Linked DNA regions of Sus scrofa: region 1 is linked to region 2. The links are chromatin contacts, called in public Hi-C maps. All regions are on one chromosome and are shown on one strand. Each heading gives the region's core, a stretch centred on a gene start, on an enhancer-like site or on the middle of the called end of the contact. The rest is flanking DNA. Distances are from core to core; before and after follow the strand shown. Region 1 has its middle 22 kb from the start of ATP5G1. Region 2 holds the start of TTLL6 (tubulin polyglutamylase TTLL6).

Region 1 (4,534 bases), core at 1,626-4,125, 56 kb after region 2:
AAAAAACCTAACTAGTATCCATGAGGACGCAGATTTGATCCCTGGCCTTGCTCAGTGGGTTAAGGGTCTGGCATTGCCAGGAGCTGTGGTGTAGGTCACAGACATGACTCTGATCTCATGTTGCTGTGGCTGTGGTGTAGACTGGCAGCTGCAGCTCCGATTCAACCCCTAACCTGATAACTTCCATATGCTGCAGGTGCAGCCCTAAAAAGCAAATAATAATAATAATAAATTAAAATAATTTAAAAACTCCATCCAGTTTCTTCTGTGCATAGGTAAGTTTAAAATAAAAAGTTTAATTATCTATATATGTGTGCAAAGCTGCCTGCTTTGACCTTGAATTAAGCATCCTTCTCTAAATCTTCCCCAGAGAATCCATCCCCAGTAGGGAGACTGAATTCTGGGCCTTGGTGCTGTTCCTTCAGTGCAAGCCTGCGGTGGGGGCACAGGGAGCTCCCGACCCGGGGCGTCTTCCTGCACCTCTTTCCACGGAAGCTGCTGCACTGGTTGGGCCTGGACAAACATCAGGCCATTTTCCCCAGGTCAACATTTCACATCTGTTGTCAGAGGCTAGTCCATCCCACAACATCTGCTCCCTGGGATGTTTCGCTCTGCCCTGAGAAGAGTCCCTCTGCAAGCCCCCCAGGGCTGAGGTGCTTTCTCCACCTCACTGCTCCCTGCTGTTTGTCCTCTTTAAAACCTCTAGCCTTTGCCTGAGGCAAGAATCTCTCTCAAATTGCAAGGAGAAGCCCCCTCCATCTGGAGGACTTCCCTGATTGCTAACACACAGGTGCCTGGTACAGGCTGGTGGCTTCATGGTGAATTCGATGGTCCCTGCCTACTCTTCGGCCGGCACAGTCTAGTCTCCGCGGGTCCCCTCTGTGCTTTTCTAATGAAATGGTCCCTCTTTCAGGGGTCCGCCAGCATCTGCCATGGGCCCAGAATGCGTTCAGAACAAATGTCCAGCTTGCCACACTGTGCTTCCTGAACTGCTGCTTCCTGCTGGTGGCCTGTGGGAGTCCTGGGGTCACACCTATATTTGAACAGCATCTCCAAACAGAGAAGAGAAAACTGGGCTAAAATGTGACAAAATATGCTGCATGGAGTAACTAGAAAGTCTTTCCAGTATTTGTGTTTTGCTCCCCACCTCTGGCTGGAAAAGGCATTTTCCAACTGCATTTCTTTTTTTTTCTATTTTTAAAATTTTTTTTTTTTTCATCAGCTGCACCAGTGGCATATGAAGTTCCTGGGCTTGGGGTCAAATCAGAGCTGCAGCTGAGGGCTATACCACAGCCACAGAACACAGGGATTGGAACCACATCAGCAACCTACACCGCAGCTTGCAGCGATGCTAACTGCTTAACTCACTGAGCGAGGCCAGGGATTGAACCTGCATCCTCATGGGGACAGCACTGGATCCTTAACCCTCTGAGCCACAACGGGAACTCCCAATTGCTTTTCTTTTGATTGATGCCTGGCTTGTTCCTCTAATAAGCTCCCAAGAACTGGGACCGACTCTGTTCTCTGTTCTTGCCCCTTGGTGCAAATCTCTGACCTTGGGAGTCATCACTTGCTACATTAAATCCAACACATACTGAGTATTTACTATCGGGAAGTGCTATTATCATCCTCTTTCAGAGAAGAGGGAGCCAGAGTTCCCATTATGGCGCAGCAGTAGTGAACCTGACTAGTATCCATGAGGATGAAGATTCGATCCCTTGCCTTGCTCAGTGGGTTAAGGGTCCAGCATTGCCGTGGGCTGTGGAGTAGGTCAAAGACGAGGCTCAGATCTGGCATTGCTGTGGCTGTGGTGGAGGCCAGCAGCTGCAGCTCCTGTGTGACACCCTAGCCTGGGAACCTCCACATGCCACGGGTGCAGCCCTATAAAGCAAAAAAAAAAAAAAAAAAAAAAAAAGAAGAAAGGAAGAAAGAAAAGGGATCCAAGAACGAGGACTTCATGAGGGCTGCACAGCCACAGGAGGCCACGCCGGACTGAGGTGTAGCCTTGTAACACTGAATCCTGCTGGGGGGTGCGGGGGAGGGATGGGTGTGGTGGGTAAGGCCAACTTCCTCTCACCCAGCCATTCTGTCCTCTCCTGCAATAAAGTTCACAATCCAGGAAATTCCCTGCAAGTGACAATGACTCCGAAGCTTTCCCGAAGATAAGAACTGCAGGGCCAAGGTCTGCCTTACCACTTGCCATGCCCTCGGCTGACACGCTTTGTTTGTCAGTAGCCAGGCTTGCCTGCCACTTCAAGTGAGGACAAATCCTCCTAAAGAGGCCCTGGTGACCACCAGGCCCAGATCCAGGCCCATCGCCCATTATCAGGGACCCATCCCTGCCACCCCACCCAACCCTCTTACTTTCCTTTCTAACCCTCTCTTCCTTCCGGGAGTTTTCACAGCTCGGCTCTCACTCAGCCAAGGAGAAGCAACTCTTTTTTTGTGTGCTTTTTAGGGCTGCACCGGCAGCACATGGAGGTTCCCAGGCTAGGGGTCCAATCGGAGCTACAGCTGCCAGCCTGCACCTCAGCCACAGCCATGCCTGATCTGAGCCTCGTCTGCAACCTACACTACTGCTCATGGCAACGCCGGATCCTTAACTCACTGAGCGAGGCCAGAGATCGGACCCACAACCTCGTGGTTCCAAGTCGGATTTGTTTCCGCTGTGCCACAACGGGGACTCTGAGAAGCAATTCTTAATGTTATCAGTAGGGAGACTTAGGTAGGGGCTCAGGAGAAATTTCCTCAGGTCCAGGAAACAGCTTAAGTGGGCATCTTGGCAATGCAGGCGCTCCATCTCCTGGTTGTAAACCCAGATGGTGCCAAACAGAGCCTCTGTTTATCAGTTGTCATGGAGTCAGGAAGCCACACAGACCCGCCCATCACCAGGGCATTTCCAGGCCCTGCCTCCAGAAAAGGCCGCTCCTGGGTTGAAATCCACTCTTGGAAAGACATTGAGAAGGAACTTTTACAACTTACAATTCATGGCCTTTGTTGTTAGGAAATTCTTTCTATAGAATTCTAAAATTCAGTCCCTTTTAAAACGTCTAATTCAGGGAGTTCCCTTCGTGGCTCAATGATTACCGAACCTGACTAGGATCCATGAGGATGCAGGTTCAATCCCTGGCCTTGTTCAGTGGGTTAAGGATCCAGCATTGTCATGAGCTGTGGAGTAGGTCACGGACAAGGCTCAGATCTGGCCTTGCTGTGGCTGTGGTGTAAGGCCAGTGGCTACAGCTCCAATTTGACCCCTAGCCTGGGAACCTCCATATGCCGTGGGTTCAGTCCTAAAAAGACACACAAATAAATTTTTTAAAAAATTGAATGTCTAATTCATCCTGAACCACAGAACTGTTTTTGTTGTCCCCCATCTGCTATACAATATCTGTTTTTAATTTGAATAAAACAAATGAATAAAATAATGGGCATCAAATGTTTGTATGGTAAGCATTGTGTTAAGCACTTTGTGCTTGGTCATTTTAATTCCCACAAGAAGCCACTAGTCATTACTATATGAACAGTTAATGATTAAAGTATCATTAATATAGCCATTCAGCAGATGGGACACCAAGACTTAGGTTGAGTAAATTACCCAACATCGTAGAATAACAGAGAAGGATTGGAATTCAGGGAGTCCAATTTCAGGGCCCATGTGCTTGATTAATTATGAATGCTCTGGAATTCCCATCATGGTGCAGCGGAAATGAATCCGACTCGGAACCACGAGGTTGCGGGTTCGATCCCTGGCCTCACTCAGTGAGTTAAGGATCCGGCGTTGCCATGAGCCAAAGTGCAGGTTGCAGACGCGGCTTGGATCTGGCATTGCTGTGGCTCTGGCGTAGGTCACAGCTGTAGCTCCAATTCGACCCCTAGCCTGGGAACCTCCATGGGCCTCGGGTGCAACCCTAAAAAGACAAAAAAAAAAAAAAAAAAAAATTATGAATGCTCTGCTCAATGGTAACAAACCCAACTAGTGTTCATGAGGGTGCAGTTCTGATCCCTGGCCCTGCTCAGTGGGTTAAAGAGCAGCATTGTTGTGAGCTTTGGCATAGGTTGCAGACAAGGCTTGGATCCCGTGTAGCTATGTCTATGGTGCAGGCCGGCAGCTGCAGCTCCAATTTGACCCCCTAGCCTGGGAACTTCCATATGCCGTGAGTTGGGCCCTAAAAAGAAAAATATATATACATTAATGCTCTGCATCTCCCTACAGTTTTTCTTTGTCCAAATAGGAACCTTCCACCTCTGCACACCTGTCTGTGTTATTTCCTCTTGTGTCAGGCAACCCAGCAATGGTCCCAAAGACCCTGAATAGATTCACATTAGGGACCAGAGCCATGGAAGCTTTCCTTCCTGTGGCCTAATTCAATCTCTGATCATGTCTACACCAGTCTTTCTCCCTGTACAGCCCTGTCTTGCTAATATCCTTCTCAACAAAGTGGTTCCTGACTCTACCTGGAGGACTGTGTTAGCCATTCAGGAAAGCTCTCACAGACCAGTGGCCTTGGTCACAGGGGAAAAGAAACCCCTATTT
Region 2 (4,752 bases), core at 542-3,041:
AGCAAGGGCAGGGACCGAATCCGCAACCTCATGGTTCCTAGTCGGATTCGTTAACCACTGCGCCTCGACGGGAACTCCTCCCATCTTCAGTTTTTCTTAATGACACAAGATACATTCAGTTCACCTTCCCAAGGAGGAAGTGAAAACACCCTGAGATTTCCTTCCATTTTGGTACAGGATTTGATCTTGGGATCTTCCAAGTCAGAGAGAGGCTGCCCACCAAATCCTGGTTGGACGGCACGAAAATGACCTTTATTGGCCACCAGGGGGAGGGAACGAGCACTGGGATGGCTCCATGCAAAGGAACACACTGCAGGTTATCTGAAGGGACTCATTTCCACTTCTGAAGGACTATACATGTTGACCACTCTTCTTGGCCCTAGAAGTGTTGCCGAAGGGTGGGAAATAATTAGTGCTTTCCTTTACAAGGCTGTAAGCAGGAGGAAAGAGTCATTTGGTTAAGCGTTTCACGTTTTAGCCAAGTTTTTTCACCCTGACCTCCTCAGCCTAGACTTCTTTTTCAGCCTGTAGGAATTCATAGGGCCCTGAAGAGTTCTCCTACCTGTGACGTCCTTCTTTCCCCCCAAATAATAGGTTCTCCTGCACTCCTTTTCCCTTTTCATCTTTTGACCCTCATTCCCCTGCATCCTGTGAAGGCTTCCCACACTGATTAGCTCTTGGAAAAGGTCAAAGTGGATGGGGGGGGGCAAGAAAGATGTGGAGGTAAGACCTCTGGATCTTGCTTTCAGCTTTGCATCTTTGAAGATAATAATATTCATCTCATGGAGCAGTTTGAAAGATTAAATGAGTTACTATTTCCAATGCTCCTATAGCAGTGTTTGGTTCAAAAGACTGTAAAATGAAAATACGACGGTGGCATTGATGCACACAGTAAATAACTTATCTAAGGGCCTGGCACATACCAGTGCTTAATAAATACCAGCTCCCTTCCCACCTCATCCCCACGTGTAAGTTACATTTTGCCTAGAGTTCAAACCCCAAAGAACTTTCCTCAGGCCTAGAAGAGCTTTCCTTTAGGAAGGTGAGAAATAACACCTGGAAGTGAAAGAAAAAGAGGCTGGGGGTAGGTTATTTGCAGAGGGCTGTGCTGCCAAGAAAAGCAGAAGTGTCTTTCTGTAAGGCGTCTCCAGACCGGGAAGAAAGGTGATCAAGAGAAGGATCCCACGATAGGGGAGGAGGAGGCCGAGAGAGTCGTGTGATTCCCAGGGATCTCTGGTACCTAAGGGACAGCTCCCTGGAGACACCGGGTACGGGAAACTGAGGAAGGCCAGGAAGTGAGGGTGCACTCTACGGGCGACCCAGGTTCGGGAGAAAAGCCAGGACAGAACGGTGTAAGGAGTTGGGAAAAGAAGGGACTGTGTGTGAGAAAGGTCCTGGCGTTGGGGTCTTGAGGATGAGAATAGGGAGCGAGGGTATTTCAGCAGTAAATTGAGTACGAGGCGGGTAAGAAGGTGAGAGACACCAAGACCTGCTGAGAAAAGATGGGCTACAGAGCCGAGGGGGAACAAGGGCAGTGCGGGTGGCTTTTGTCCTAGAACACCAGGGAAGGCAGAGGGGGTAAACCTGGGGAACTGGTCACCGTGGGGGACACGGGGGGCATGTAGAACCTGGTTTTCAATGGGGAGGCACTAGGGGGCCGCAGTCTGGGACTGGCACCGGGCTCTGGGGCGCTCTTACCAGCGATTCCTCTCGCCCCTGCTCTGCCGCCCGTACCGCTGGCAACCACACTTGCGGGTCCCCTCCTCGAAGGATTAAGGAGACACCCTCCCATTGGCTGCCAAACAACCTCTAACCCCAACCCGCGCCCCTCCTAACTTGGGGTCCGCCCGGCCCTCTTATTTGCATATAGGGCTTTCCAGACCTTCGATTGGCCCCTGCGGTAGACTGACACTCCCCCCTCCCGAATCCAATTAACCGCTGGGAGAGGGAAGCGCCCGAGGTCGTCCCGGGAGACGCGGTGGACGCCGCACCGCCTGGCGCACGAGATCCGACTGCTGCTCGCTTTCAGCAGGTCCCCGCCCTCCTCGGCCCGCCTCGCCCCGCCCCGCCCCGGGTCCGCGTCCATCCCGGCCCGCACCGTCGGGCGGCCGTGCGCAGGCGCGGCGGGACATCTGGGCCGTCGCGGATCCGAAGGTCTGGCTCCGGAGCTCCTGCGGCTTATGCCACGCTGAGCTCAAAAAGCTCCCTGCTCTTCCTCTCTCTGCGGAGGGTAAATATCCAAAACCCGTAGCAGGAGGCGCCAAGCGGAGAGATCTCAGGTTGTCTGCATAAACCTCGGACAGCTAGCTTCTTTAGCAGTAGAGTGGGTATCACAAACCTATGATAAACTGCTCAGGTGACATCTTCACAGAGTGTGGGGGATCCTGGCCCCTCCACTGCACTGGCCAATAAGAGAGCGCCACCTAGGGCTCCGGGGTCTTGACTTCTCACACCTTGTCTGTCCTCAAACAGGTGGAGAATAGGAGTCTGACTGGCTTCAGACAATTACGGTTTCATTCTGTTTCCACCTGTCTAAGCCCAGAGCCCTGCCTGCAAAGGCCTGAAAGCCAGTAGAGCTGTTTCTGCCTGGGTTAATTCAGGATTGGTGAAAGATCGAACACAGGGTCGATTTGAAGTGATTTTGAGACACTCCCTTATGGATTGAGCCAAGGATTCTGGTTGCCTATGTCCATCCCTCTTCATTCTCGAAAGCTTTCCAGGTGCTTAACTTGATGACACTAAAATGTGGGTGAAAAAAAGATTGTTAGTTCCAAGATTTATGTAAGACTTGTACCATTACTCTCAACAGAGGATAGATAGCTCTTTTCCAGCTGAGGGGAGACATATAAGGAGCAGAAACAGGGCCTTCTCAGAAAGAGAAGGACTGTAGTTGGAAGGACTAAGCAAAGAGGCAAAATCCACATCTCCGATGTGAAGCTTGTTGGCGTTAGTCCAGGAATGTTTCTTAGAGCATGTAAGCTTTTAGAAAATTCATTGGCAATATTGTGTCCAGTGAATATGCTTAGGACCTCATGCCATGCTCTGTTTGGATATTAAGAAAATGACAGGGGAAGGGACCCCCCCCCCCAAAAAAAACCATTTAGGGTAGTTTTTAACTTTTTTTTTCTATTTTGTTTATTTTTTATTTCTATTTTTTCTACTTTTTTAATTTTTCCATTATAGTTGGTTTACAGTGTTCTGTGAGGTTTTTTACTTTTTTTTTTTTTTTTCTGTTTTGCCATTTCTTGAGCCGCTCCCGCGGCATATGGAGGTTCCCAGGCTAGGGGTCTAATCGGAGCTGTAGCTGCCGGCCTACGCCAGAGCCACAGCAACACGGGATCCGAGCCGCGTCTGCAACCTACACCACAGCTCACAGCAACGCCGGATCCTTAACCCACTGAGCAAGGCCAGGGATCGAACCTGCAACCTCATGGTTCCTAGTCGGATTCGTTAACCACTGCGCCACGACGGGAACTCCGTTTTTTACTTTAAAGTGAAAACATTTGAGCTACGGCAGATGCAGAAAGAAATCTTATCAGAACGTCCCTTATCCAAATAAAGCAGAGGTAACAAGAATCAGCAGTCACAGTCCTGCAAGCCTCCACCCTCCCCACCACCCCCGACTTTACAGGGAGATCTCCAGTCAGGGAGGCACCATCCTTGGATGCATGGACATTCCAAAAAAAAAATTGTGTGAACAAGTCTCATCAGAGCCTTCCATCCTTTGCAGCCCTCACCACCCCCCTTATTAAACTGATGTACAAACCTTAATCCCTAGCTATGGGGGGAGTTACTACTGAGTGCTCCCAAAGGCATAGAAACTTTGTTACCTTTCAGATACGAACTGGTAGAGGAACCTTTTTCCTCTCAACCCAGGGCATTGCTGCTTTACCTGCTGAGCTGCCCAGGCAGGAGGCAAGAGGCAAAGGCATGGCTTAACCCCAAGCTGTCACTGAAAGCCTGCTACATGCTGCTTAAATTCACACTGGAGGGCCCGAAGTGGAACTAGCAGCCCATCTGCTGCTCTTCCAGAAACCTCTCCGCCATCCTGCCCTCTTCCCTCTACCCTCTTCCTTCCAGGTGGCCCTAGGCCATCTTGCCCCTCCCCCATTCAGGGCCTTGGGGGCCCAGGTGACCATCATCAACTGGCCACCCAGCAGATGCTTCCCTCAGACCAACTGTCCCAGCTCCGGTCCCCTCCCCCATCCCGCCTCTGTCTTTCCCCAGTGTCCTACCAATCTGCTCTGCCAAGCTCACGCTTTGGTCTCAGGTCCCTCTGGAGTGATATTGTAATGGAAATGAGGGAGACGATGCAGGAGGGAGCGGCAAAGATTTACAGCTTCCAGAGGGTTTCCATTAAAATCCCTGACAACGGGTTATTTATGAGAGGGTTGGCTGCAGCGGGAGCTAATAGGCCAGAGCCTGGCACTGCTGTCCTTTCAGGGGTGATGACAGGAACAAACACCGGGTGCACAGTAGAGCTGCCCCCACTGGAGAGCAAAGCAGGCTTCGACCCCATCAGGCATCCCCTCCGGGGCCAGGGAATGACAGCTCAGAGATCAGAGAGCATCAGCGATTTGTAGCAGACAAACCAGAAACAGAAAAACCCACAGGGCAGACACTGGAGGGGTTGTCTGAGCCTGGGTGTGAAGGTGGAAGCTGTGTGTTGGAGGATCCTTCTGGTCATCAAAACATGTAAACTATGTCTCCTCCTCTGAGCTCCAAACAGAGACTAGAGCGTGTGAAAAAACA

What was found. Hi-C and Micro-C count contacts between places; a contact is called where the count stands out from the background.
Region 1: a contact with region 2 is called in a Hi-C map of retroperitoneal adipose tissue, with 2.5 times the contacts expected there. The contact joins the enhancer-like site here to the promoter of TTLL6 in region 2. A contact is called at or near these places in 3 of 5 promoter capture datasets (fetal liver, fetal skeletal muscle and liver), 35 of 47 Hi-C or Micro-C datasets (adipose tissue, alveolar macrophages, blood and 18 more) and 2 of 2 datasets of contacts at active chromatin or transcription factors (alveolar macrophages and skeletal muscle).

Annotation. Positions count from the first base shown.
Region 1 is chr12:25,087,011-25,091,544 of Sscrofa11.1, forward strand. No RefSeq gene overlaps it. Among named protein-coding and RNA genes, the nearest start is that of ATP5G1, 22 kb to the right of the region's middle. Within about 2 kb of position 2,876, at least 15 of the 83 cell types and tissues checked have an H3K27ac peak or open chromatin away from gene starts, as enhancers often do. A contact at or near this core is called in adipose tissue, alveolar macrophages, omental adipose tissue and 2 more, where this site is marked.
Region 2 is chr12:25,031,718-25,036,469 of Sscrofa11.1, forward strand. TTLL6 (tubulin polyglutamylase TTLL6) reads right to left here and starts at 1,792. Exons shown (of 15, transcript XM_013980116.2): 1 at 1,699-1,792. The coding sequence starts at 1,792.